Linked DNA regions of Mus musculus: region 2 is linked to region 1. The links are chromatin contacts, called in public Micro-C maps. All regions are on one chromosome and are shown on one strand. The core of a region is the stretch at or near the end of the contact, and the rest is flanking DNA. Distances in the headings are between cores, read along the strand shown. Region 1 holds the start of St8sia2 (ST8 alpha-N-acetyl-neuraminide alpha-2,8-sialyltransferase 2). Region 2 holds the start of Ntrk3 (neurotrophic tyrosine kinase, receptor, type 3).

Region 1 (5,573 bases), core at 2,299-4,798:
GTAGGTAATGCATTTCTTTCACCAAAGCCCCATTCAATCTGACTCAGAACTCAACTGTGATCCTGGGTTCCTGGGGGAACTCAATGGGCCAGGCACCTTGCAGAGAGTCTGTCTTTTTACACTTCTCATGCAATTCCACATGAATGGTAAGAGTGTCAAGAATGCAGCCAGGGCTATACTGTCTCAAAAAACAAAAACAAAAACAAAAACAAAAAAAGAATGTCAAGAATGAAACTCTGAAGACAACCACTCAGAAAAGGAGATGTCTCTCAGAAACTCTACCCTTGGCCACAGGATATTTAATGCTTGGGGCAGGTCAGGACGACTGAGGCCACCAATCTAAAAATCTCACCCTGGCTGTCCTGGAACTTACTCTGTAGACCAGGCTGGCCTCGAACTCAGAAATCCGTCTGCCTCTGCCTCCCACAGGCCCAAAAATCTCATTTTCTAAGAAAGTATTGAAAGCTTTGGAAGAATAGATCTGTAGGCTGTGTGTGTGTGTGTGTGTGTGTGTGCACACACACACACACACACACACACACACACACACAGAGGGAGAGAGAGAGAGAGAGAGAGAGAGAGAGAGAGAGAGAGAGATTTATTTGCTTTTTAAAAAAACTGTTCATCTCTTAGTCCCAGGACAACTTATCCCCAAAGTGACTCTGTCTTTCTTGCCTGCCCAGTAGAATTCAGGATCACACTGTTCTCCCCTGTCCAGATAGGGCCATGGTTCTCTCTGGTGGGTAACTTGCTATCTTCCCCAGCACAGTTAGCAAGGCGTGACACAAAAGCATTGTGGTCTTGAGTAGGACCCCATGCCTTCCTAGGAAGCATAGGGCAAAGGAGACAGAGTCCTCTTGACACCCCCAAATCTATTCCAGGTCACTTACCCACAGCAAACGTTTTAGGTGGCTCCAAGGATAAGTGTTAAAACCACACTCCTTATCAGAAAGATGGGCTAGTGCAATTCCCATACTCTGTCCCACATTATTCCTTCCTTCTCCATGCATGGTAAATGCAGTGAGCCCCCTTCCCTCCAGATTAAACAGGTGGGGCTGACTGCAAACAGAACTGGGCTATTGATACCAACCACGTGGCCTGGGTAATGCAGGTCCATGGTGATCCCCACCAAACTAGGAGAAAGTGTTGATTGACAAAGCTAAAGTCCACCCCAAAGACAGGCGTCTACAGAGATGATGCTATAGAAGGTGTCAGGGTGGGCTAGTCGACAGTTTTCTTACTAGGATCAGTCCAGGTATGGGGGTGGGGATGGGGGAGACTCAGGGATCCCCTGGTAAAACACAGTATGCCACAGCACAAGAGCCTTGAGTTTTCAATACACACTCTATATGTAAATGCTCCTCTGGAAACTTCTGTCTGCCTGCTGGAAGAATTTGACTGTGGAAAGTGAAGGCTTCAAGATGCCTTTGGCAGGAATGGGAGACACCACGTGTAACTGATCTTCTCATTACATTTTAAAAATTAAAAGTCCCTGGCACATAGAAGAGACTCAGTAAAAAGTTCAGCGAATTGATGAGCCGGGATGCCTGCTCCTGGAAGTGGGAGCATATGTATACACACACACACACACACACACACACACACACACACACACACACACACACACACACACCCCAGAAGAAGTAGGCATCTGAAGGTCTTTCCTTTTCCCATTGTCAAAGTCATCTAGTGACCCGGGAGCGCTTTAGTCCATATCTCAGAATGTGACTGCACCAATTTCTGTTCCGACCACACACCAGGAGAGAAGCTATGGGAAAGCAGTTCGTTTCTGTCTCTGCCGAGAAGCTGGCGGCACAGAGTGTATTAACTGAACATTAAGTGAAAGTTTTCGGAGTTCTTGGGGAAACCGAGGACGAGAGGAATGAAGCAGAGAGGGACTCTTGAAACATAGTGGAGTCCATAGAATGGTTTGTGGGGTTACAGAAAGGGACAGTGAGTGGGAGAGAGAAAGCAAAGGGTAGGAAGAGGCACCTGCTATTAGGTTAGGGTCCCTAGGGCCTCAGCATCTTGGATTCTGGACTCTCTCTGTTTTGGAGGGATCTGAAGGCAGGACCCATCCATTCTCTGTTCTTATATCCTTACGAACGAAGTTGGACAAAGGAGGGGCGCACGCAGCACAGGACGCTTGTTTGATTGAGCTTGGCTCCTCACTAATCCCACAGAGAATCAAATCCGCCTCCTGTGCTCTCAGGGACCTCACCCTTTTACTGAAGGCCACCTCAGAGCCTTGCTGCCTTCCTACATGTTCCACCACGGTTTGGAGGCTCCGGACATGGGTCGGGCTCCGCGTGCAGAAGACTGTAGGATCGGGAGCCAGCTTCAGCCCACGGGACACCCTGATTGATGAGCCCAGCTCAGTTAGACAGCTCATTCCAAGAAGTCCCGAACCAGGCACAGCTGGAGGTGTGGTCCCGCCTACCTCTGAAGAGATAGGGACAAGCTGAGATCGCGCGCTCCTGGGGACCCCGAAGCCCACCGGGCGGCGTTGGAGACTTTCCGACAACCTCCCCGGGTCTTGGCGCCGGCTGTGAGCGCTCAGCAACCTGGGGTTGCCTGGGGCCGTCGCAGGGTTGTCAGAGCACCCAAAGCCAGGGGAGAGCCCTGGTCTCCAGCACCGCGCGCCACACCTTTAGCGGTGCTACCCCCCACGCCCGGATCCTGGGCTGGCCGGCGGGAGGCGTGGGTGCGTACCGGTGTGTTCAGGGCACATTCCCCTTCCCAGGAGTCGGTACGGAGCCCTTCCCACTCATCTCCCGCCAGGGGATTCCCCTCCCCCAGCTCAGAGATCCCCCGCGCGCCCCCTGCCCACTTTGCCAAGGCGAGAAAACGGCCGAGCCGGAGACAAAGAAACTCCTGCCTGCCTCCACTCTCCGTCCTTCTACCCGCCCGAGACACTCCCCGGCGCCCTCCCTCGACCCCGGCGACACCGCGCGCGCACACGCCGGGGGAAGGGACTAGGGGACAGGGAGCAGGGTGGGTGAGTCCGCTTTCCCCACGCCGCGCGGCTACAGCTGCCCGTGCACCCCGCCCGGGGACGCCCCTCGGCAGCCGCGCCCCCATCATCCACTCCCTAAAGCGTCCCGGGCCCCTGACACTGCCACCCCCAGCCCAAACCGCCGGCACTATCCCTCCAGCTGAGCGACAGGGGGGCGCGGCGCACACAAAGCGGATGGGGAGTAAGGAGCCCAGGGGAAGAAGAGATCCCGCCGGGGATGGGGCACGGGCTCAGGGAGGCTATTTACCCGATTTCTTCTTCGATCTCTGAGATGTCTGCGAAGATGAGGAAGACCACGAGCAGCGTAAGCGCGGCCAGCATCCAGCTCCGGAACTGCAGCTGCATGGTGGGGTCGGTGCCCTCCGGGACCCGCGCGCGGGCCGGGGCGAGGAGCTGGGGCTGAAGGAGCCTCCGCGCTCCACGCGCAGCAGGGCACACACCCTGCGCTCCGGGCGAGTCCTGGCCGGCGGCGGCCAAGGCGACAGCAGCAGCAACAGACAAGGGTTGCTCTGGCGCGGCGAGCCCGCTCGCTCTCTCTCCGCTCCTGCCCGCCCCTCCCCTCCCCTCCCTCCTTCTCCCCCCCCCCTTTCCCCCCCGCCCCGCACTGGGCTCCAGGCGCAGTTTGACAGCTTTGCTCCGCGCCTTGCCTGGTCTCCTCCCACTAACTCTAGCGGCCACCCACCCGCCTTTGCTTTTCCTGCCCGAGAGGGCTCAGGGAGCTTGCCACTCCCGGCCTAGGAAGGCTGGGCTCCGGCCATCGAAAGCGACCCGGAGACTGAGCTGAGCCAGACAACTCGGAGCACCCGGGGCTGCTTGGCAAACGCCTAGCGTCGCTCGCTCTTTGTCCAGCGCCCTCGCTTCCTCTCAAAGTTTTCCCGACACAAAGACTAGCACCTTGGGGACGGTCTCCGGCGCGCTGCGAGGAGGCGGTATCCTCTGGGCTACGCTTCAGCAGTTGACGAATTGAAAGGGGAAGTGGAAGAGAGGAGGGGAGAAGAAATGGGCAAGAGGGGCCAACTTCACCAGCGATGTTCATGGCAATTGGTGGGCGAGGTGCTCAGCCTGCACAACACCACCTTCTCTATGGGCGGTCATCTCTGTCCATTTATAGACCCAAGCCCGGGAGCATGGAACTCTCGAGTTGTTTGAGGTCATGGCTAGAACCCAGGGATCCCCGTAGTACCTGCTCTACTTCCAAGAGCAGGCATAGTACCCACATTGTGGCTGGTACTGTACGTGCTTCATCCCCTTAGCTCGTGCTCTTTTCTGGTCTAATCAATAAACCCCTGGAGTCCTATCATGATCAAAAGGCCTTCTAGAAAAATACACTTCCCACAAAGGGAGATGCTCCTCCCCCCCACCCCATACCGAACGATTTCCCTGCTTCAGACCCTTTTAGCTCACTTTACCGTTACCTTTTGCCCTGCTGCGTCAAGAGGGAAGAACCCATTCATTAAGTTTTACTAGAACTAGATTACAACACACACACACACTGGATGTAACTTTTCAGAAGAAGCCAGATCGTCCTTTGGTTAGTGAAGGGTCCTAGAGGTTGCTTGTCAGAGGCGTTGAGAATGTCAATGCAGTGCCCTACTGTTTGGGAAGCACCTGTAGATAAACAGAGATGCCCAGTCGGTTGTCCTCCAGAACAACTCCAAGGAGGAGCTAGTAGTTCCCTTAGTGTAGTTCCCGTGTCTCTCCCAGGCCAAGGTGTGAAGGTCTAGGGAGCTCCCCACACTTCTTCATTGAGGAACAGGCTAAAGGGAGTGGTCTCTGCAGGAGGCCTGCTGGGTTTTGTTGCTGTTTTTATTTTTATTGTTGTTGTTGTTGGTGGTGGTACTGGTGGTAGTGGTGTGATTCAGGACAAGCTCTCACCTGCAGGGAGAGCCTCTATGCCCTGCCTGCTGACAGGATACGGAAACAGCGTGGTAAGGTGGGGGACAAGTTCTTCAGGGGTCTCCTCTGAGTGCCAGCAGCAGTTGTCTTTTTCCCAGAGGAGGGATGCGCCCCTTCCAGGGTGTTTCATTGCTTCCCCCCCCCCACCCTTGCACATCAGTTCCTTCCCTTTCAAGGAGTACCCAAGAGTAGCACACTTTCCCCCTTGGGGGTGACTTTCAGAGGCTGAGCACCTTGTTGAAAGTCACTCTTTCTTTTCAGTACAAGTAGGGAGATGTCTAAAGAGGGCATCTCAGAGCTGAGGAGGTGGCTCAGTCTGTCAAGGGCTTGGTGCACATGAAAGCATGAGGACTTGAGTTTGGAATTCTCGAACCAAGTTCAAAGCTGGGTAATGTGCATCTCTAACTGCAGTGCCCAAGGGCAGGGCAGAGACAGGCAGGTCCCTGGGGCTTGCTGGCCTGCCAGTATAGCTGAATTGGCAAGCTCCAGGTTCAGTGAGAGACTGTCTCAAAAAATAAGATGTAACATTGCTGAGGAAGGCAGCCAACATTAACCTCTGGGCTCTGTACACACATACCTGCATGTGTGTGTGCAATTATAATACATTGTACACACTCCACATGAACATGATCAACAACTGCAACAACCACACACACACACA
Region 2 (5,384 bases), core at 2,174-4,673, 4.6 Mb after region 1:
TGTAGGCCCGGCCTAAGGAGGCAGCCTAGACAACACACCATCTTGGCCACCACCCTCCTGCCTTTGTGACGTCAGAGTCTAGTTGGGTGTGGCTGCCTATGGACCCTTCTGGAAGAGTTTATGGTGTATTAAGAGCTACAGTAGCAAAAAAAAAAGAAAAAAGAAAAAGAAAGGGCTGCCCTTTTGAACAGAAAGGGAACAAACAGAAGGCAGGAAGGACCCTTTGGCGCAGCTATGGACTCTTTGGAGTACTATGATGAGATGGAGACGAGGTCTACCCCTCTGCCCTGATGCTTGCTGCTGATTTCCTCCTTATATTAACAAGGTCTCTTCTACCCAAAGCTCTGGATGGGCACAGCCACCACTCAGAATGATACCACAAGAGTTGGGGCCACAAGGAAACAAAACCTTGTCTGTCTAAAAACTCAGCACAAAGAGTTCACTCTCGGAGGATGGATACTTGAGAAGAACCTGAGGAGACGCCGTCTCTCCATGCCTAGAATTTGTCCAGCCGCACGCCATCACCCAGAGCTCCAGGCTGACAGGCGATGCCCCCTCCTGACCCTGGATCTCTAGACACACGAGTCTGAAGGACACTTTCCCAGGCCCCCCTAGGGTTGGATCCTCTCCTGCCCTGTGCTTCTCTTTCTTTAAGCCCCACCTCTACCAGCAGGCCTTGGGTTGGGGACCTGGGATATATGTTGTATAGCCCATTATTCAGTGCTAAGATCCGATGGAAGGCGGGCTTGGGAAAGGCTACCTTTTCCCTTAATCTTCCATGTCTTAAAGAGTAAGAGAGCAACAAGGGCATGTTCTTCCCTGGATGAACATGAATCCTCTCCCTCCTCGGGACTCCTTGCCTCTGGAGTGGGAGTCTGAGCCCCTTCTTGAGTTTAGTCAATACCAGACGCAGGCATAACAGGACACTGGGGGGAAGATGGGGTGAGGGAGGGTCATCTAACCCCTGACCTCTGACCTTCCCTACCACTTTCTCTTTGATGTCAGATGGGTTTAGGAGAGAGTCCTGATGGCTGCTGAGTCCAGTTCCCACTGAGCGGCTCCCAGTCTCCCTGCTCAGATCGCCACAGGCACTCTCCTGGGATCCTCTAATGCCAGGAGAGGAGCAAGAGGCCAACTGTGTCCCCTCCTCCCACCAATGTCTCCGGGGAACAACTAATCCTACTCCCCCCCCCCCATAGAACCGCTTCCCCAAACCTCATTTTGAGAGGTGTGACACCTCTTCGTGACCATAAAGAGCCTATCTGATTGTGACCAATCCTGCCTCCCTGAGGGTTCCCAGGGACATACACATCCTTAGAGCAGAGAACAAGGCAGACACAGCTCACTGGCTCCCAAACTCTCCAGCCCTTGGCACATCCAATCACCTGAAAATCTCCATGCCCAACTCCAGAGCACAGGCCACTAAGCTCTTTGCAGCCATCCCTACAATCCAGGGGCCAAGCTTCCCTGAAACATATTCCTCCAGACCTTGCTCCTGGACAGACACTGGCCTCCAAGTGGGTAGAGGCTTCTCCTTTGCTCTCTTCTCCCCTCCCCTTACCCCTTTGCTGTCTATCTGGACATCCTTGACCATCCTGGAGGTAGTAAGGAATGAAAGGCAGAGCTAAGATATGGGTCAGGATTGTCTCCAGGAGTCGGGGACATCTTCTGGGGCTGTTCATCTCCCTCAAAGTGTAAGCTGCAAGAACACAAGCTGGTCTCTCTTATACCAAGAGAACTGGTGGGCTTTGGAGAGAGCCTGACTCCAATTCCTTCAGGCTTTGTAGTCCTGAGGCAATGGTTGGAGCAAAGAGGGGAGGGGGTGGACACTGAGAGGGCAGTAGCCACAGCACACTGGGTCCCTTCTTGCTCTAGTCCGTCCCCAAGGCAAAGAGCTACCCTAAACGTCTCCCTCAGAGCCTGGCCACCGTCCTAGTCAGTCCTGGGGCTCCCAAGGGATGAGAGCACGGGGCAAAAACCAATGAGCTGCCCTCCGAGCATCCAAGAGCTATCCACACCCTTCTCCTTCCTGGGGCAGAGAGGTCAGAGGGGTGGTGGTCACCTGGCTGAAGAATGAAGAATGAAAGAAAGGCTATGCAGGCTCCTGGCCCTGACTCTTCCTTTCACTCCTTCACAGGCCTCTGGCCCCATCCCTACCAAAGAAACACAACAAGAAAAGAGCAGGCCACTACACAGGGTCCCACTCAGCCGGGGCAAACCAGCCAAACGCCACGCAGAGTTCAATTTTTGAGAGAAAGGGGGTGGGGGGAAGGAACCGCAGAATTGTGAAAGAAATTTCCTTCCCAAAACCCAGGTCGTCCTCTCTCTCCTGCCTCCAGCAACCTGACTCAGAATTACCCTGGGCAGTTATGGAAGCCCAAGCCAGGAAAGGGTCTGTAGGCGCCCAGATGCAGATGAGGGTGGGAAAGGGGGGGATGTCTCGGAAATGCCCAAAATGGGGTTGGAGAAGGCGGCGGGAGGTGGGGGGGAGGAAAAGCAAAGAGGTAGGCGTCCATGACGGCCAGAACACGTCCGAAGTCTCCTCGGGAGAAGCCAGCTTCCAACTTGTTTACTTATTGGCATGTTTTGCTCTCTCCAAAGGGAAACAGTTTTTTTTTTAAAAAATCCCGATTGGTTCTCAAGCAGTCCCTATCTGTCACCTTCCCTCCAAGGCTAGGCTAAGCTTTGCCTCTGCCGCCGCTATCTGCCACCGCCTGTCAGGGAAACGAGACGCCTCTACTTTATTCCACTTGAGCGTGGCCAAACTGTTGCTATTTAGTGGGGGGCATAGAACCCAATTCGCACCCTCGAAACGAGCAGGCAGAGGGTGGGGGCGGGGACAGGAGCTGGGCCCGGGTGCACTCCGCCCGGAAGGGTCCTCTCCAGGGAGAGGTACCCACCAGCATCATCAAATCACGCCTGGCTAGGGCTGGAGTCACCTGAAACACGCAGCCCTACAGCATCTCCCGAGCCAGGGCGAGCCTGATGCGCACCCGGCGGGCTGCGAACAGAGGCGAGCTGGGGAGCGCAGGGCCAGTTCCCGGGCCGCGGGCGGGCAAGACGGAGACGCGAAGCTGGGGCGGGGGTGGGGGGCGGGCTGGGTAGCGGCCGCCTGACTTACATGGAAGTGATATTCCTTGAGATGTCCGTAATGTTGATGCTGGCGTTCCCATTGCTGTTCCCTGAATCCTGCCCTTCCAGGAGAGGGAAGAGGTTCCCATCGTCCGGCCGCCGGCAATTGATCTCAGTCTTGCTGCAGACACAATTTGCAGGGCAAGCCAGCACGGAGCCCACATAGTCCAGCCAGACGCTTCCCAGCAAGAAAATCCGCCAGAAACTACACTTGGCTGGGCAAAGAGAGACATCCATCTCCGATCGCTGCTTCTAAAAAAGAGGAGGAGGAGGAGAGGAGAGGGGGGTGGGGTGGGGGGAGTGGGGAGAGCAGGGGGGGAAGGAAACAAAGACAGCGAGGGAGGGGGGAAGGGGGAGGGGGGCCTCTGCCTTTGAAACGCCGAACGATCAGATGCAAAATCCTTCAGCGTCGGAAACCATCGCGGCCGCCGCCGCCACCGGGTGGGAGCCGCGGGGAGCGCCTAGTGGCGCGGTCTGCCGGGCATGGTGGCCGGCTCGGCGCTCGCCGGCTTGCGGGGTCCAGAAGCTCTGGAAACGAGGCGCGCTCTCCGACTCCGAGACTTTGCAGGGTTGTAACAACAGACGGTGGGAAGGCAAAAATAATAATAAAAAAAGAAAAAAAGATGGTGCTAAAGTCACCAAGTCCCACCTCCTAGGCAGAATTAAAACGGACACACCTGCAAAACACACTCGCACACACTCACATACACACGCGCGGAGCTGGAGGAAGGAGGAGAAGGAAGATGCAGTCAGAGCTGCAGCAGTCGCGGCGAATGGCTCGCTACGCGCCTGCAGAAATGTACAAGTGCTCCGAGCCTTACGAAACGCACGGGTTATCGGAGCGTCTTCCTCGGTTCCCTCCCTCCCTCCTCCCCTCCCTCCTCGCGGCCTCCTCCCCCCCCCCCGCCCCCCGCCCGGGCTGGGAGAGGCAGGAGAGCGGAATCTCCCCCTCCCTCCCCTCCCCACACCCCTCTCTCTCCCCGCCCGTCCTCTCCCTCCTGCTTCCCCACCCACCCACCCACTCGCCGGCTCTCGGCTCTCGCCGGTACCGCCACCCGCAGCCGCGCCGCTGCCCGCCCGCTCCACGCCCGCGCCCGCTCGCTGCAGCCGAGGGGAAAACGAGACGGAAAGGAAAAGTTGCAGTTGGGATTCCGAGGGTCGGCGTTGGGGAGGGAGAGTTGGCAAGCTGACTGAGCAACACGAAAGGCGTTCTCCCTTCCACTTTTTGGCCCTCGTGCTGCCCGGTTTTGCTGCAATCTCCTCCGCAGGAGGAAGCGAAATGAGCGTGGCCCAGGTGACCCGGGATGCTCCCCAGCCTGAGTGAGGGTCTCGGGCTCACGGACAGTGACGGGAATCAGGAGCGCACAGGAACCCGAGCGAGGCAGCCAGGGACGCCGGCCGCAGACGTGCAGACCTAGATCTGAATGACACTCATTTGGGTAATCAAGAGTCCCGGGAGCTGGGCTCAGCTTGGGAGGGGACTGCGTGGCATGGCACACTGAGTGCCCCTGAGCCTATTGCTCCTTCTTGGCGGTGCGTTATGGGTTCCGCCTTGGACAAACAGGGACCAGAGAAGGAGAGAAAGAGGGAAGGAGCGCCTGCAGGACTGCGCTGGAGAACCGAGGTGGCCCAGGGCGAGCGATTCATGCGAAAGAAGCGGCCAGGAAATTGAGATGCGAAGGGCATTTTTTGGCAAGCACCACGCCAGCACCGTCGGAGGCCAGCTTCTTGGGCTCAGCCCTCGGGTGCGCCGAGCTGGCAGCCTGGTGAGGGGGTGGGCGGACTGCTCTCTCCGGATGATTTGGGGGGCACAGAACCTCCTCTTTCCCTCCCCCACAAACACCCCTTCCTGGTAGGGGCTCAAAACAGGTGCAGCCTTCGAGGCAAGTTTAGACCTGATGGGGAGAGAAGTATAGCCCCCGCTTTTTGCCTTGATAGGATTGTTTTAAAAATAAAATGCAAATGTAAATATGCCAAATGCGAGCTATTTCCTGAGAAAGCCTGAGATTTTGCTGTGGGAAAGGAGAAGAAAGGGTTAGGGGAATCCGAGCAGGCAGACACACTACAGCATTCACACGCAGAAGAAAGCAGCGCTCTCCTCCCCGAGCTTGGGTGAGGGCAGGCAAGGAAGCAAAATACATTGAATTCAACAGCATCCAGGATCTGAAAGGATTCTCCCCCGCCCCCCTGTGGATTCCAATGCAGGTCATGCAACTTGCAGGCAAGATGGGGGGAAGGGGTATTGCGGTGCC

The links. Hi-C and Micro-C count contacts between places; a contact is called where the count stands out from the background.
Region 2: a contact with region 1 is called in a Micro-C map of embryonic stem cells, with 8 times the contacts expected there. The contact joins the promoter of Ntrk3 here to the promoter of St8sia2 in region 1. A contact is called at or near these places in 1 of 39 promoter capture datasets (embryonic stem cells) and 1 of 484 Hi-C or Micro-C datasets (embryonic stem cells).

What each region holds. Positions count from the first base shown.
Region 1 is chr7:74,010,134-74,015,706 of GRCm38.p6, forward strand. St8sia2 (ST8 alpha-N-acetyl-neuraminide alpha-2,8-sialyltransferase 2) reads right to left here and starts at 3,549. Exons shown (of 6, transcript NM_009181.2): 1 at 3,264-3,549. The coding sequence starts at 3,361.
Region 2 is chr7:78,574,415-78,579,798 of GRCm38.p6, forward strand. It overlaps Ntrk3 (neurotrophic tyrosine kinase, receptor, type 3), which reads right to left and starts at 3,424. Exons shown (of 17, transcript NM_008746.5): 1 at 3,122-3,424. The coding sequence starts at 3,369.